Linked DNA regions of Sus scrofa: all the other regions are linked to region 2. A link is a contact called in public HiChIP or PLAC-seq data. All regions are on one chromosome and are shown on one strand. Each heading gives the region's core, a stretch centred on a gene start, on an enhancer-like site or on the middle of the called end of the contact. The rest is flanking DNA. Distances are from core to core; before and after follow the strand shown.

Region 1 (3,393 bases), core at 725-3,224, 130 kb before region 2:
GAGTCTAGACAATACCTTTTGATATGCTTAGAGTACAGAATAAGAGGCTGAAATAAATGACCCCCAACATACCTACTGACCACAGGGTTTTATTAATTAGACCCAGCTGTCAAACATTCCCTGATCAACTCTACTCAGCCATCTGAGGCAGTGCTTTTCCCATCCTAACATATCTAGATCTTGACCCAAAAAGACAAAAACAAAACAAAAAAATTAATTAAAATAAAAAATAAAAAATTTTTAAAGGACACGCTAAATGGAAATATTCCTTACATGAGCTTTCGGTTAAGGTGTTCTAATTTGAGGAATTATCGTTTCTGGCTTTGAATTAAGATTCAGGCTTTACAATGAGTCATCATTTGCTTGAACTTGGGCCAAGAAAAGAGTACCCTGTAGCTTTTTACAGAGAAGTGTGTGTTTCTTCCTCTGAAGGAGAAAATACCACCCAGGAAGAGACAGGGAGGGAATGCATATACTCTTCCCCGCTGCCTAAAAGTTGCCTTAGCCTGATCTGAACATTCTCTCTAGGCTCTCATCAATTCACAGCAGGAAAGATCTCCACAAGGCAGAGAGCTCCAATTCCCTTCCCATCCAAGGTTTCTGGCCACAACACTTGCCAATCCAGAGCCTTAGAAACGCAGGACCTGGCAACAGACCCCAGAGAAAGGGCAGCGTGGTTTAAAGTAAGTAGTAGTATATTTTCTGGAGGCAGTGCCACTCTGGGCACGAGGCTAACTTAATACAGAGATGCAAAAGCCACTAAATAAAGATGGGAAAGCCAGGTTCCTATCCCCTTTCAGCCCAAAAAAGCTCATTCATTTCAAAGCATATGTTAACTAATGGCCACAATACATTTCACACTCTGCACAGGCATCAGGATACAGGGGCAAAATATTCCGTCTCTATCTAGTAGGGCAGACAAATGCGCAGACACTCCGAACACCAGATGAAAAACGCTACCTTAGGGGTGAGCAAAAGAGGGGGCCCAGAAGGGGCAGCATCCACCCAGAGGAGCTCTCTTGCACCAATAACCTTCACACGGTCACATCACTTATGGTCATGAATGTGTACTCTCCGAGACGCTTCAAAGAAACACTTTACCTAATTTGACCCGCACACCCCCCACCCCCCGTCCAACAACCCCAGGAAAGTAGGTAAGGGCACGTAAACTCGTTGTTTACACCACACGTGAAAAAGTGAGGCTCACAATAAATTGACTCGTCCGAGACAACCCTCACTGCCAATAAAGCACCTCCTTCCCACTCAGGCCCCACCCACAAAGACGCCAGTGGAGCCAACCACGCACTGGTTATACAACCCCGGCCAAGCCGAACATAAACCTCAGAAGGGCCCCGCTGTAGTAAAGTGTGACAAAGCTGCGGGACTGTTTAAAAGAGGATCCACATAACGGGCGTGGCACAGCCTCTGAAACGTCGTCGGTGCTCGGGAACTGTTTACTAGTAGTACTACCGCTATTGTTAGCAGTAACGGGCGAGGACCATTACTACAGGAAGCCGCGGCCACAGGCTTTGAGGAAGCTGCACCACCCGCACCCCGTCGCCCGCAGACTCGATGCCACGGACACGCCCCCGAGCAGGCCCTCCCCCGAAGCACGTCCGCCGCCTCCCCTCGGACAAGGCCCTCTCCTCACAACCCTTACCCGCGACAGACTCTCCCCACTCAGCCTCGGTGAGGAACGAGGCCTTCCGTTCGCACCCGTCTCTCAGCACCCCCTTTAGGCCCCGGCTTCCCTGCGGGCGCCCAGGCCGCACACCAGCAGCGGGCCCGCGCCGCTTACCTGGCCGCGCGCTCCCGCTCCGCCTCTCGCCTACCCGGGATCGCCTTCGCCACGGGCTCGCGCCAGCGAGGCGAGCGCACAATTAGTTTAAACTATGGCCCCGCCCCCTCGCGCCGCCCTGCGATTGGTCCGTGTCGGCTGGCGTCGCACGCCCAGGGCACGCTGGAGGACCCGCGAAAAGGAAGTGGGAAGGGAGAAAGGGTGCCACAACTTCCGGAGCCCGGCCCGCGGCTTGAGGGCAAAAGCAACTACAAGTCCCAGCACCACCCGCGGCCTTGGCGCCCCCACCCGCCACGAACTGCAGCTCGCGGAAGGTATCGCGGTAGCGCCTACCGCGCCAGCCGGGACTTGTAGGCGAAGGTGGTTACCATGGAGTTGCGCCGAGTAACGCTGCGATAGTAGGACGCTGAGGCTGGCGGGGAAGCACTTGCGGGTGAGTTGAGCGGGGAGGGGCACGCAGGAAAAACTAAGAACTTCTCTCCTCGGGGATCTGAGACAACCCCGTCTTAACCCTTTTCACAACGACAAGGCACAAACCCATATGGGATAGACGGGCTCGTGGGGGGGGGGGGGAAGGCGGAGATAAATACCCATACAGATGTGGGGGTGCTTAAGATCGCCATCATCACAGAATAGGACCCCCTAATACTACTGTCTCAAGTCCCTGACACATTCTGGAAGATCTGAAACTTCTTCAGATATAGGGTTGGTTTTCCTCTGATCAACAGAAGACCCTCTGCAAGACATGGGAGTGGGATTAGAGCAAATCAAAAGTCTCTAATTCTGGGGATGTAGGAAAATTTCTGGGGCTTGAACGGCCCCTTTCCTTCCAGGCAGGAAGACCCAGAGTAGAGCCTCCTTTTCAGAGAGTCAGCAGGATCTTCCACACATACTTAGGAGGGGTCCTGTCTTTACCTCTTCTCCCTGCACCTCCTCTGTTGTCCGTCTCCCCAAGGTCTGCAATTAGAGCTTCATTCCTTTTCCAGACTTCATGACAGATCCGTTACATCTAGTAACTTACCTAGTGCTTTCACAGCCTCTTTCTTTTGAACTTTGTGAATCCAAGAATATTTATCCCATATCACAGACTGGAAAACCAACCTAGTGAGAAGTAGTGACAGAGGCCACGCACCAAGTCAGTGACAGCTAGGACTAGATCCCTGTTTGCCAACTTCCAGCTAAGTCTCTAGCTTGAGCTTACAGCCTCTCTAGTTTAAGAATGTGTTCAAAGTAGTAGATTAAACTGTCCCAGGGACAGTTTTTAAATGGGCTGTCGTGGGGGGGAGTGAACAATATCAGATTTGCATTTTGCAGGATTACTCTGGTTGCAGTAGGCAAAATGGCTGGGAGGGAAGGCAGAAAGGAAGTGATGGTAGCTCGGACTAGAGAAAAGACATTTAGGAAGCAAAGCTGACAGGTATTTATTCTGGATGGGAAATGGAAGGGGTATTCAAGGTAACTCTTGGTTTTCTGACCTCCGTAATGGTGGGGAGAGGGGAGAACACCGGAAGAGATCCAGGAGTACCCAGAGAGTATGAGTTCACCTGCAGACGTGTTGCAGGCGCCTGTCTTGGAGATAGCCTGGAAGTGGTGAA
Region 2 (3,497 bases), core at 35-2,534:
TTACGGAGCGGGAAGGCGACGCTCCCGGAGGCGCCGAGACTTAGCCGAGGTCAATGGGCCGATCCGCGGCTCTGGGATCTAGGCGCGGGGCCCAGCAAGGCGGGGCGCGGGTGCTGCCCCCAGCTCCGCGGAGAGCGGCGGGGGCGGAGCGGCGGGCGGGGCGGAAGGCGAGGGGGGTGCGGCGGCGGAGGATGGCCATCTTAAGTGGCCGCGGAGAGTCCAGGGCCGCTTCCCTGGGGAAGGGGGCAGCGGTACAGCGCAGGAGGTGGGGGTCCGGGCTGGGCGGCCGCGGCTCTGGGGAGAGGTCGGGAGCCCGGGGCGTTGAGGGAACTTTCTTCTAGATGGGCCAGGGGAAGCCTGGTCTCGGAGTGCTGAACCCCTCAAGGCCGGGGCCTGCGGGGATGGGGGATGGTGCCAGGGAACTTGGCCGAGAGGGGGAAGGGCCCTGGCCGGACTGAGAGGGGCTGCCGGGAGGGTGCATGGGGATTCGGACACTGGACCCCGTCTGGGGGTTCGTGGGGGATCCCCTCGCGGGATTTGGACCCAGTGTGGTTTGGAGGTTCAGGTCTAAGAAGGGGGCCGGATTTCCCCGGAGTTGGGGGTGATGGGGAGAGGAACGGGAGGAGGTTCATCATGAGATACTTTGCGGATTTTGGTAACTCGACCCTACGAGTCTGGGGGGGAGGGGACGAATGGAAAGGCTTTGGGTGAAATCAGACGTTTATGAGAGTTGGGGGTCGTATCTTTGCGACTATTGAAGGGAGGAGGATGGGGTCGGGATCCCGAAGTGTCAGGGCGCAGGATGGGGGACTGGGGCTTCGATGGGGTGGGGGCGGTGTGAGGGGCCGGATCTCCTCCGGGTGATGACGGCGGGGCAGGATCGTTGTGGGGTGCGGGAGGCTGGCTTGCCCTGGGGCTTAGGGGGTCCCGCGGGCGTGCGGAGGGCGACTCCTCGGGGGGTGGGGGCAGGGGCGGGCCGAGCGGCGGGGGCGGGGGCGGGCCGCCGGGCCCCGCGCTGCACGCCTGCCCCTCCCCCGCCGCCTCTGAACAAACTTTTCTTTCTCTTCAAGTTGAGGCCGGCGCTGCTGGCGGCGGCGGCGGCGGCGGCTGCGCGGCAAACCCGGCGTCCAGCGCGGCGGAGCGCGGAGCCGCGATCCCCGGCTCGATCCCGCCAGCGGATCCTCAGGCCCGGGCCCCGGGCCCGGCCCCAGCCTCGGCCCCGAGCGTCCTGGGGCGAATGGCGCGGGGCGGCGGGCGCGGGCGGCGCTGAGCCCTGCGCGGGCCATGGCCTCCGCGTGCGGGGCGCCGGGCCCGGGGGAGCGGGCCCGGGGGCCGCGCTGGGCAGCCCGGCCCCCGCCTGGTACCACCGCGACCTGAGCCGGGCCGCCGCCGAGGAGCTGCTGGCCCGGGCAGGCCGCGATGGCAGCTTCCTGGTCCGAGACAGCGAGAGCGTGGCAGGAGCCTTCGCGCTCTGCGTCCTGTGAGTGGGGCCGCCGGCGGGCGGGCGGGCGCGGGCACGGCCTGGGCTTCGTGGGGTGGTGTGGGGCGGGCCCGGGACCGTGGGCCGCCAGCACCCTCCAGAGCGGGGGCCTGGCCTTCTGCTGGGCCCGAGGAAGGATGCAGGGATCGCTTCCTTCCTGCTGTGTGTCTGAGCGCACTTGCTGGGGCACGGAGGGCCGGCATGGGGGGTCCCGCTGCTCAGGGTGGCCGTTCTGGGGCAAATGCAGGGAGTCTCTGGACGACCCCCTCAGCCGCCCTCCAGGCACTGGTGCCGATGTGCTTTCCACGGTTCTGTGCACTTTACTTTGTATAGGGGTTGGACGTCTGAGTGGCAGTCAGGGCCCCATGAACCCCGGGGGTGTGGAGTTGCCCAGCAGCTTCCTTAGGGGGCCTTTCTGTGCCCGCAGGACTGAGGCTGGGCTTGCTTGGCTGTCTCATCTGGGGCTGGGGGGCAGGGTGGTGTTGACAAGAAGGGGGGGAGCTGTGTCTGCGGAGTCACTGTTTTATGAATCAGTGAGTGAGTGTGCCCGGGGCTGGCTCTGGGATCCGCTGCCCTGTCCCTGAGCTATGGGTGCCCAGCGAGGGGCTAGGCTTGGCCCGCTCTCTGAGTGGGCCTGGTTTTGTGTTTGTGCGGCAGCGGTGCTGGGTGAGTTTGTGCATTTTCAGTTTTGGACTGTTCTGCCTGAGCTGCCCTCTTGGGCCTCGAGATGTGGCACTGGGAGGGCTCGGGTAGGCTCCGGAGTGGAAGCAGGTGAGTGGGAAGCTGTGGGGCTGCTTTGTTTAGATCCAGTTATGGTTCTTCTTAGGCCGGTGAGCCTTCCCAAGTCCCCACTCCTGTGGCCTTTCCCCCTCTGTTCTCACATCTTTGGGGGTGCCCTGGCCTGGGCCAGCGGTTCTCACTTGGGGTTGAGTTTCCTCCTCAGAGGATATCTGGTCACGTCTGGAGACACTTTGGGTTGTCACACCTGGGACTGTGCTGCTGGCTTCTCTTGGGTAGAAGCCAGGAGCGCTGCTAAACCTCCGATCACACACAGGACAGCCCCTCACGACAAAGGATCACGTGCTCCAAAGTGTCAGTGGGGCTGAGGTTGAGAAACCCTGGCCTGGGCGGTGGACCTGAAGAAGAAGGAGTCCCCTGAGTCTCAGCTTATGTCCCATGTCTGAGGCCCAACAGGGAAGACCGAACAGGGACAGCTTATTAGGCAGATGAATATCCAGAGTCCTGCATCCCAGCCGCCCCGTGGCACACCCCCTAATTGGGGGGGGGAGGCAGGTGCTGGGTCAGCTGTTGAGTGGGAGGGGACAGCTGGGCCTGTGTCGGGATGAGCAGCATTATTGTCCCAGGAGGGGAAGATCTTGGCTCCGCTGCCCGGAGAGGGGATGGGTGGGGTGGGGTCTGTCCTTTTGGGCTTTGGCTTTCCTTGCTGAGTCCGGTTACGCCTCGCATCGCAGGAGCCTGGGGTGGGTGATCAGAACCAAACTTGCTTACCTGTATGTAACACCCACATGTACAGAGAACCTTCAGGAACAGCCCTGTCCCAGCAGGCACCGACAGGCCAAGCAGCAGGCCAGGATTCAGGCCCCGGCCTCTGTCCCGACCTTGAATCCCAGCTCTGCCTTTAACTTGCTCTGTGATCTTAAGCAAATATCTTTTCATCTCTGAGCCTCAGTTTTTTCTTCTGGAGAATGGGAATAATAATAACCTCTGCCTTAACACGTAAGGATTAAATGAGATCCCATCTGTAGGATGCTGAGTACTTGGCTTGTCACAGAGACAGCTCAGTTAATGGGCTGCTGTTACTGTTGGAAACACAGACCCACAGTCCACAAACCAACACACATAGTCACACACAGACGCCCACACAGCTTGTGCCCATTTGGCGTCAGGAGAGCCTCTGAGCGGGGCTTACCTGAGGGGAGAGGACTCTGGGCATCTCAGAGTGGCATCTGGGCCCTCTGGTGCCAGTACTGCCCCCTGCCAGCACACACGGGCCCAG
Region 3 (3,268 bases), core at 609-3,108, 180 kb before region 2:
CCCTCTGGTGCCACCCTCCCACCCCCGGCAGTCTGGTAGTCCACACGTACCTTGGCCAGTTCCAGCTCTGACCCCTCCATCACCTTCTGCACTGACACCAGGCATTCTGGAGAAGAGGGATGCTTCCGGTTTTCTGTAGTGACCACAGTGCAGAAAACAAGGTGAACTTCCTGGGGCCCATGTCTGAGACTATGAGAACCCCTCAGAGTCAGAGGAGCAGCCAAAGGGCTGTCTCTGGTGGGGCCGGGAGACACGGGGCTCCTTATTCCTAGGTCCTAGCACCCCCGACATACACATTTCCAGCTGCAGTGAGTTCTATGCTGGGTCAGTCCAAGGACTACAGGGACAGATGAAGGAGGAGGCTGGCTGGGCATTCACAGCAGCTCGGGGCCTGACACTGCACGCACCTACCCACGCGCCAGCTCCCACTCAGCACCAGAGGGGAGGAGTCCAGAGATTCCAGGTCACTCTAGAGTCTCACTCTAGAGATCACAGAGGAAGCCGCCTGCAGCTGCATCAGACTAGCGATGGGGACACTGCTGCCAGGGGGGGCTGGGCTCAATTACCAACACCCTGCTTTATCGAAATCCACTGTCACCTTTCTTCTACTTCTCTCGAGGTGGAGACAGCAGATGGCTCCGGTGTCAAAGATGAGGACTGTCACAGCTGGACAAGGGGAGCTCGGGGCTAGAAGCTCTACCCGTTAACCTAAGAGCAGCTATTACCATCTTCACTGAAAGGCAAGGAACCCATGTCCAAAAAGGTCACACAAGCAGTGGAGCAGAAGGGCCAAGACCGCCAACCTCCACCTGCCTGTTCCCCTTTTCCCACCACCCAGACAAGCCTTTCAACGCGCTCTGGGGTAAATGCTCTCCCTGCAGGGGAAGAGGGTAGCATGGATCCTTCTGTCTCCTTTGGGGGAGTTCGGGGGGCCCAAGGCGATGAGGCCCCAAGACCGACCCTCTGGCTCTACCTGGACCCCCGGACATGGGCCCCAGCCTGCAGGGACACTTCCCCGCCTGGTGCAGGCATCACCAGATGGGAAGCTGCCAGGCTGAACGCATCCCTGTGGCACAGAGCAGGCAGCCTCAAGCCTTGCTCCTCCAGACACTGGGCCCTGGTTCTCCTGGACTCCTGGTTTCCAGGAGCTGAGGCGGCAGTTCCATCCCAGCTGGACAAGAAAGGTGCTTACTCTGCAGAAAACTGCACACAAATTCCAGTCTCTCTGGCACCGGCTGCTGCAGGATTTGCTGTCCTCTGTCAGCGCCACGGCTGGAAAAGAGCAAGTAGGTGAGACAGAGCGCTCAGCACCCCTCCCGCCTTGCTAGTGCGTGACATGCTGCCCTCCCGTCCCTGCAGGCTGGATCTGTGCTGGGTCTGCGGGGGGCACCAGACCAGACGGTGGAGGCAGGCAGAAGATACCAAGATACCGTCCAGCCAAGAAGGAACCGTGCTGGGCGAGAAGCGGGGACCTGAGGCCTGAGGTCCTCCTGGAAAAGGTGGCACTCTCCCAGCCCCTCTAAAGATCAAAAAGCTCGGTGGGAAGGGGCTTGAGTGGGGATGGAAGCAGCACAGAGGACTGGGACGCTAGGCCAGAACGGCTCAAGTATAAAAGGACAGGAGGCCTGGGAAGGTGGCTGGAGCCGGAGCGAAGAGGACCCCGGGAAGGGAAAGGGGGTCCAAGCACAATGAGCAGGAAGGAGCGAGGCCCTCCAGGGACAGGGCAAAGGTCAACACACGCAAGGCTGAAGGCCCAGGTGGCAAAAGCCTCTGAGAGGCCAGGCCACGCAGCAGTCGCTCTTAATCTGTGGCCTCGCAGGGCTCGCCAGTTGACGTGGCAGGACGCCAAGTGCAGAGAGCAATGAGGGCGGGAAGCAGCAGGGGGAGCTCTCACAGCCCCGCCCCCGCCGCTCAGGCCAAGTGCAGTTTCATTTTCCTGGGCGATGACCTTCTCTCCAAGCTAGAAAGCTGACTTCTCTCTCTAGGCTACAGCTTAAGATCCTGATTAAAAGGCCCTCTGTTCCTCAGAAGCCCAAACTCCAGGCCTCAATCACCTTCCTAGAGGGGAAGGCAGGGCAGACTCTAGACTCCTCCAGAGCCAGACATCCTGCAAAGCACAAGAGGCACCCCAGCCAAGGCCTTCAGAGGCGTTCCCTCCGATCCCACGTGATTACAAAGGCTTGCTCCGGGTGAACCACCCCCACCACGCCCCCCACCCCCGCCGCCCAGGAAGCATTCTGGGCAGCTGGTCTGTGATTAGGGACTCCTACCAAGTCTCCTACAAGGAGACTCGTCTCCTCACAGACTCCTGAAAGAGCCATCTTCCCTACCCAACCTAACCAGGAACGCTGTGGATCCGTGCCTTGCAGAGAGCAGTGATTTATTTACCTCAAATAAAAACAAAGCGTTCTTGGGTTAAATGTTGGAGAAATACTGGGTTAACCCAAACCAAACATTTTCCAAAGAAGAAGATACAACATGCATTACTTCCTAAACTTATCTGACCACTAAACCCCCTACCCAAGCCCTTGGGATAAGTGTAGCTGCGTGGATGTTTTAGAAAATGGGGTCCCGGAGGAACCCAGCCCATCCTTCAGGCCTGCGCTGAGTCTCTGAGTGCTTTCATTCTCAGGAACTCCTATGACACCATGACACTCATGGGGTTCTTTTTAGGGCCACCCGCAGCACAGGGAAGCTCCCAGGCTAGGGGTCTAACTGGAGCTGCAGCATCAGCCTACACCACAGCCACAGCAATGCCAGATCTGAACCATGTCTGCAACCTACACTGCAGCTCATGGCCATGGCAACACCAGATCCTTAACCCACTGAGTAGGGTCAGGGCTCAAACCTGCAGCCTCACGGGTACTAGGCAGGTTAGTTTCTACTAGGCCACAATGGGACTCCCACAAGTGCATCATTTTAACAGACCACTTTGCATGAGCTGAAAGCTAGGAGTATAGCAGGTCCCAATTACACACAGACTGACTAACAAAGGATGCTGTTTACTGGGAAGAGAGGAGGTCAACATCAGTAAGACAAATGTCAGGGTCTCACATTTTCTGGAAAAAACACCCCCACTAAACTTTGCTATGCAAACCTCACAGGTATCAAAAAGACTGGGCAGAGAGTTCCCACTGTGGTGCAATGGGATCGGCAGTGTCTTGGGAGTGCTGGGACGCAGGTTTGATCCCCAGCCCAGCACAGTGGGTTAAGGATCCAGCATTGCCATAGCTGCAGTTTGAGTCTCGAATGTGGCTTGGATCTGATA
Region 4 (3,458 bases), core at 595-3,094, 170 kb after region 2:
CTGTTTACAGTAATAACAGCACCAGGCCCTGCCGTCTGAGCAGAGGCAGGGCGCCTGGGGCTAGAATCCACACACAGCCTCCATCTGTGCCTTATCTACCCGGTCAGCCTGGGCTGGGGGGCAGGGGCAAGGGAGGACAAGCTCTTGGAGCCCAGCCTGGGCGACTTCGGGCAGACCCCACGCCACGCTCCACTCAGACGCCGGGGCTCTCTGGCATCATCTGCTTTCACGACTGGAACAGAGCGCCTCCTTCCAGGCTTGGCTCAGGCCCTGCCCCAAGGCACCTCCCCAGGTGCCCTCGCCCCGTGAAGGGGCCCTTCCTGGCACTGCCACACACAGACTCCAAAGGGCAGCGAGTGGACAGCCAGGGAGAAGGACCAACAGCAAATGAGATGCCCTGTGTGATGGGCCTGCTTGCTTTATAACCAGTCACTTCCTGCCATAACAAAAAGTTTTAAAATTTCCAGACGTAAAGAAGGATCTGCTGAGATCAGTCTGTCCAATCCTTTGTCTCACACAGACAGATATGGAGACTCGGAAAGCGACAGCCCTGGGACAGACCGATCTGGATGTAAGCCTGCACCCGTCTCTTCTAGGCTGCGTGACTGCGGGCAGGTCCTGCTCACCTCTCTGAACCTCAGCGCTCCCGCCCTGTCAGGCTGCCAGACCTACGCCGTGAGGGCGCTCAGAGGACCGGGGGCAATAATGCGAAAGCGCTTACATTTTCCAGGCGTTAGCTCTCAGCGTTCCCTCTGTTCTCTGTGTACAAAGGCACAGAGTGGAGGGGCTGTAGCAGAACCTCAGTGAACACTGCTGGATTAAACAGAATAAAAGCCAATGCTGGGGGGACCACTCTTTGTCCTATCTTAGTTTCTAGCAAGAACTTGGCACACTTAAAAAGAGATTATTATTATTTTTTAAAACATACATTTTTCCTATAGAGATCTTATTTTTATTTTTTAATTTTTCTGGTCTTTTGTCTTTTTAGGGCCACACCCGCGGCATATGGAGGTTCCCAGGCTAGGGGGCCCAATCAGAGCTCCAGCTGACGGCCCACGCCACAGCCACAGCCAGATCCAAGCCGTGTCTGTGACCTGCACCACAGCTCACGGCAACGCTGGATCCTTAACCCAGTGAGCGAAGCCAGGGATCGAACCCACATCCTCATGAATGCTAGGCAGGTTTGCTAACCACTGAGTCACGATGGGAACTCCAGTTTCTTTTTATCTAGAATAGGTTCTCAGGCTGTCTTTGATATTCGTGACACTGACTTTTCTGCAGAGTAAGGTTAGTTTACAGATTACTCTGCAGTTTGGATAACAACTTTTTGAGGAACCACTTCCTATCATTCAACTATTCATTCCACAAACTAGTCGTTCCTCTCTCTTTCCATGAGGCTGGTTATTACAGGACTCTGGGCAGGCAGGATACCTGATCAATTCTCAGGGCCCTTGCCTTCCAGGGTGTTCGCGGGATAGCCACACACCTGGCAAGGTGCAGGTCAGAGCAAGTGCCATGGGGATGACTTCTTGGAGGCAGAGGCACGAGCCATGCCCGAAAGGATGGGCAGAAGCACAGACCGCCCTAAGAAACTCCCGGGATCTTGCAGAGGAAACATCTCCACTTCCCCAAGCAGTGTGTGCTGTGGCTGGGACGCAATAAAACACAAACCCCAGCAATACAGGGCCAGGAAGGGGAGGGCGCGGTCCAGGGCACCCTTCCCTTGTACCCTTGCTCAGGGCTCTAGGCACTTTGAGATGTGGTGACAGGAAGGCAAGGTCTGTCCAGGCAGCTGAACTGTGGGAAAGGGCCATGAGCGCCACCTACTGGCATCAGGGCAGGTTGTCTAGGCAGCAGCAGAGGGCAGTGGGGCAGTGGCGGGTTGCCAGGAAGCTTGCCACACTACAGTGGTGAGACACAGAAGCGGCTTGAATTTCTTAAACAGGGCTGGCCCTTGAGCCACCACTGCCAAGTCCCAGAGCACTGTGAGACTGTCGGTGCAGAAGGGACTGTGCAAAGCCAGCCACCACACCCGGCCCTCGAGACGGGAGGGCAAGACGCGCCGGGATTACTTCAGCTTTGTTCTCCAAGTCAGTCTCCGTGCTGGGCACCGAGGGTCAGAGGAATCAGACGCGGATCTTGCCCACAGGGAGCTCCTAGACTGAGTCGGGGGTGGGGAAATGGGACAAGCAGGGAGGGACACAGAGAAGTGCTCCGAGGATCCCGGGTGCTCTGAGAGCTGTCTGGCGGGGTGGGGAGCACACAGCAGGCTGGGCTCCTCAGGTCCCACAAAACTCTTCGTGGTGGAATTCAAAACTCCCGTTTCTGAGCAACCTACCATGCCTCAGGCACCTGACGTTTACAGTCTCCCCGATCCTGTGATTAGAGAAGGGGCCTGAGTCACACAGAGATGAAACCGCCCTGCCGAAGATGGCACGGTCCACAAGGGGCAGCCTAGGACAGGAGCCCGGGCTCTCTACACTGAAGCCACTGCCTCCCAGGGCACAGGGCCCAGCTTCTTCCCTTTGCCCCACATGTAGCCTGGCACCAGCACAGGTATCTGATGGGACTAACTAGCACAGTTTAACTGACAGGGCTAACCGGCACAGGTAACTGACAAGACTAACCAGCACAAGCATCTGACGGAACTAACTGCACTGGTAACTAATGGGACTAACCAGCACAGGCAACAGACAGGGCTAACCAGCACAACTAACTGAAGTATCTGACGGGGCTAACCAGAACAAGTATCTGATGCGACTAACCAGCACAGGTAACTGACAGGACTAACTAGCACAGTTTAACTGACGGGGCTAACCGGCACAGGTAACTGACAAGACTAACCACCACAAGCATCTGACGGAGCTAACCAGCATTGGTAACTGATGGGCCTACCGGCACAGGTAACTGACAGGACTAACCAGCACAGGTAACGGATAGGGCTAACCAGCACAAGTAACTGAAGTAACTGATGGGACTAACCAGCACAGGTAACTGACAGGACTAACCAGCACAAGTATCTGACAGGGCTAACCAGAACTGGTAACTGATGGGCCTACCAGCACTGGTAACTGACGGGACTAACCAGCTAACCAGCACAAGTAACTGAAGTAACTGAGGGGGCTAACCAGCACAGGTAACGGACAGAGCTAACTAGCACAAGTAACTGAAGTAACTGAGGGGGCTAACCAGCACAGCACAACTAACTGATGGGGCTAACCAGCACAGGTAACTAACAGGGCTAACCAGCACGAGTCACCGACAGGACTACCCAACACAAGTCACTGACGGGACTAACCAGCAGAAGTATCTGATGGGACTAATCCAGCACAGGTAACTGACAGGACTAACCAGCACAAGTATCTGACAGGGCTAACCAGAACTGGTAACTGATGGGCCTACCAGCACTGGTAACTGACGGGACTAACCAGCTAACCAGCATAAGTAACTGAAGTAAC

The links. HiChIP or PLAC-seq counts read pairs in DNA pulled down with a chosen protein or histone mark.
Region 1: a contact with region 2 is called in an H3K27ac HiChIP or PLAC-seq map of alveolar macrophages. The contact joins the promoter of NUMA1 here to the promoter of INPPL1 in region 2. A contact is called at or near these places in 5 of 47 Hi-C or Micro-C datasets (embryonic fibroblasts, heart right ventricle, liver and 2 more) and 1 of 2 datasets of contacts at active chromatin or transcription factors (alveolar macrophages).
Region 3: a contact with region 2 is called in an H3K27ac HiChIP or PLAC-seq map of alveolar macrophages. The contact joins the enhancer-like site here to the promoter of INPPL1 in region 2. A contact is called at or near these places in 1 of 5 promoter capture datasets (liver), 8 of 47 Hi-C or Micro-C datasets (embryonic fibroblasts, epiblast stem cells, heart right ventricle and 3 more) and 2 of 2 datasets of contacts at active chromatin or transcription factors (alveolar macrophages and skeletal muscle).
Region 4: an H3K27ac HiChIP or PLAC-seq map of alveolar macrophages shows a contact between it and region 2. The contact joins the enhancer-like site here to the promoter of INPPL1 in region 2. A contact is called at or near these places in 5 of 5 promoter capture datasets (fetal liver, fetal skeletal muscle, liver and 1 more), 3 of 47 Hi-C or Micro-C datasets (embryonic fibroblasts, epiblast stem cells and fibroblasts) and 2 of 2 datasets of contacts at active chromatin or transcription factors (alveolar macrophages and skeletal muscle).

What each region holds. Positions count from the first base shown.
Region 1 is chr9:6,660,992-6,664,384 of Sscrofa11.1, forward strand. It overlaps NUMA1 (nuclear mitotic apparatus protein 1), which reads right to left and starts at 1,975. Exons shown (of 26, transcript XM_005653665.3): 1 at 1,799-1,975. LRRC51 (leucine-rich repeat-containing protein 51) reads left to right here and starts at 2,131. Exons shown (of 6, transcript NM_001282115.1): 1 at 2,131-2,231. LOC102158722 (a long non-coding RNA gene) reads right to left here. Exons shown (of 4, transcript XR_297536.2): 4 at 2,732-3,379.
Region 2 is chr9:6,792,687-6,796,183 of Sscrofa11.1, forward strand. INPPL1 (inositol polyphosphate phosphatase like 1) reads left to right here and starts at 1,285. Exons shown (of 32, transcript NM_001190279.1): 1 at 1,285-1,316; 2 at 1,319-1,480. The coding sequence starts at 1,285.
Region 3 is chr9:6,609,988-6,613,255 of Sscrofa11.1, forward strand. It overlaps NUMA1 (nuclear mitotic apparatus protein 1), which reads right to left. Exons shown (of 26, transcript XM_005653665.3): 4 at 1,193-1,272; 5 at 51-133. Among named protein-coding and RNA genes, the nearest start is that of IL18BP, 25 kb to the left of the region's middle. Within about 2 kb of position 1,859, at least 30 of the 83 cell types and tissues checked have an H3K27ac peak or open chromatin away from gene starts, as enhancers often do. A contact at or near this core is called in alveolar macrophages, liver and skeletal muscle, where this site is marked.
Region 4 is chr9:6,958,682-6,962,139 of Sscrofa11.1, forward strand. All of the region lies in intron 3 of CLPB (caseinolytic peptidase B protein homolog), which reads right to left. Among named protein-coding and RNA genes, the nearest start is that of PHOX2A, 130 kb to the left of the region's middle. Within about 2 kb of position 1,845, at least 13 of the 83 cell types and tissues checked have an H3K27ac peak or open chromatin away from gene starts, as enhancers often do. A contact at or near this core is called in alveolar macrophages, where this site is marked.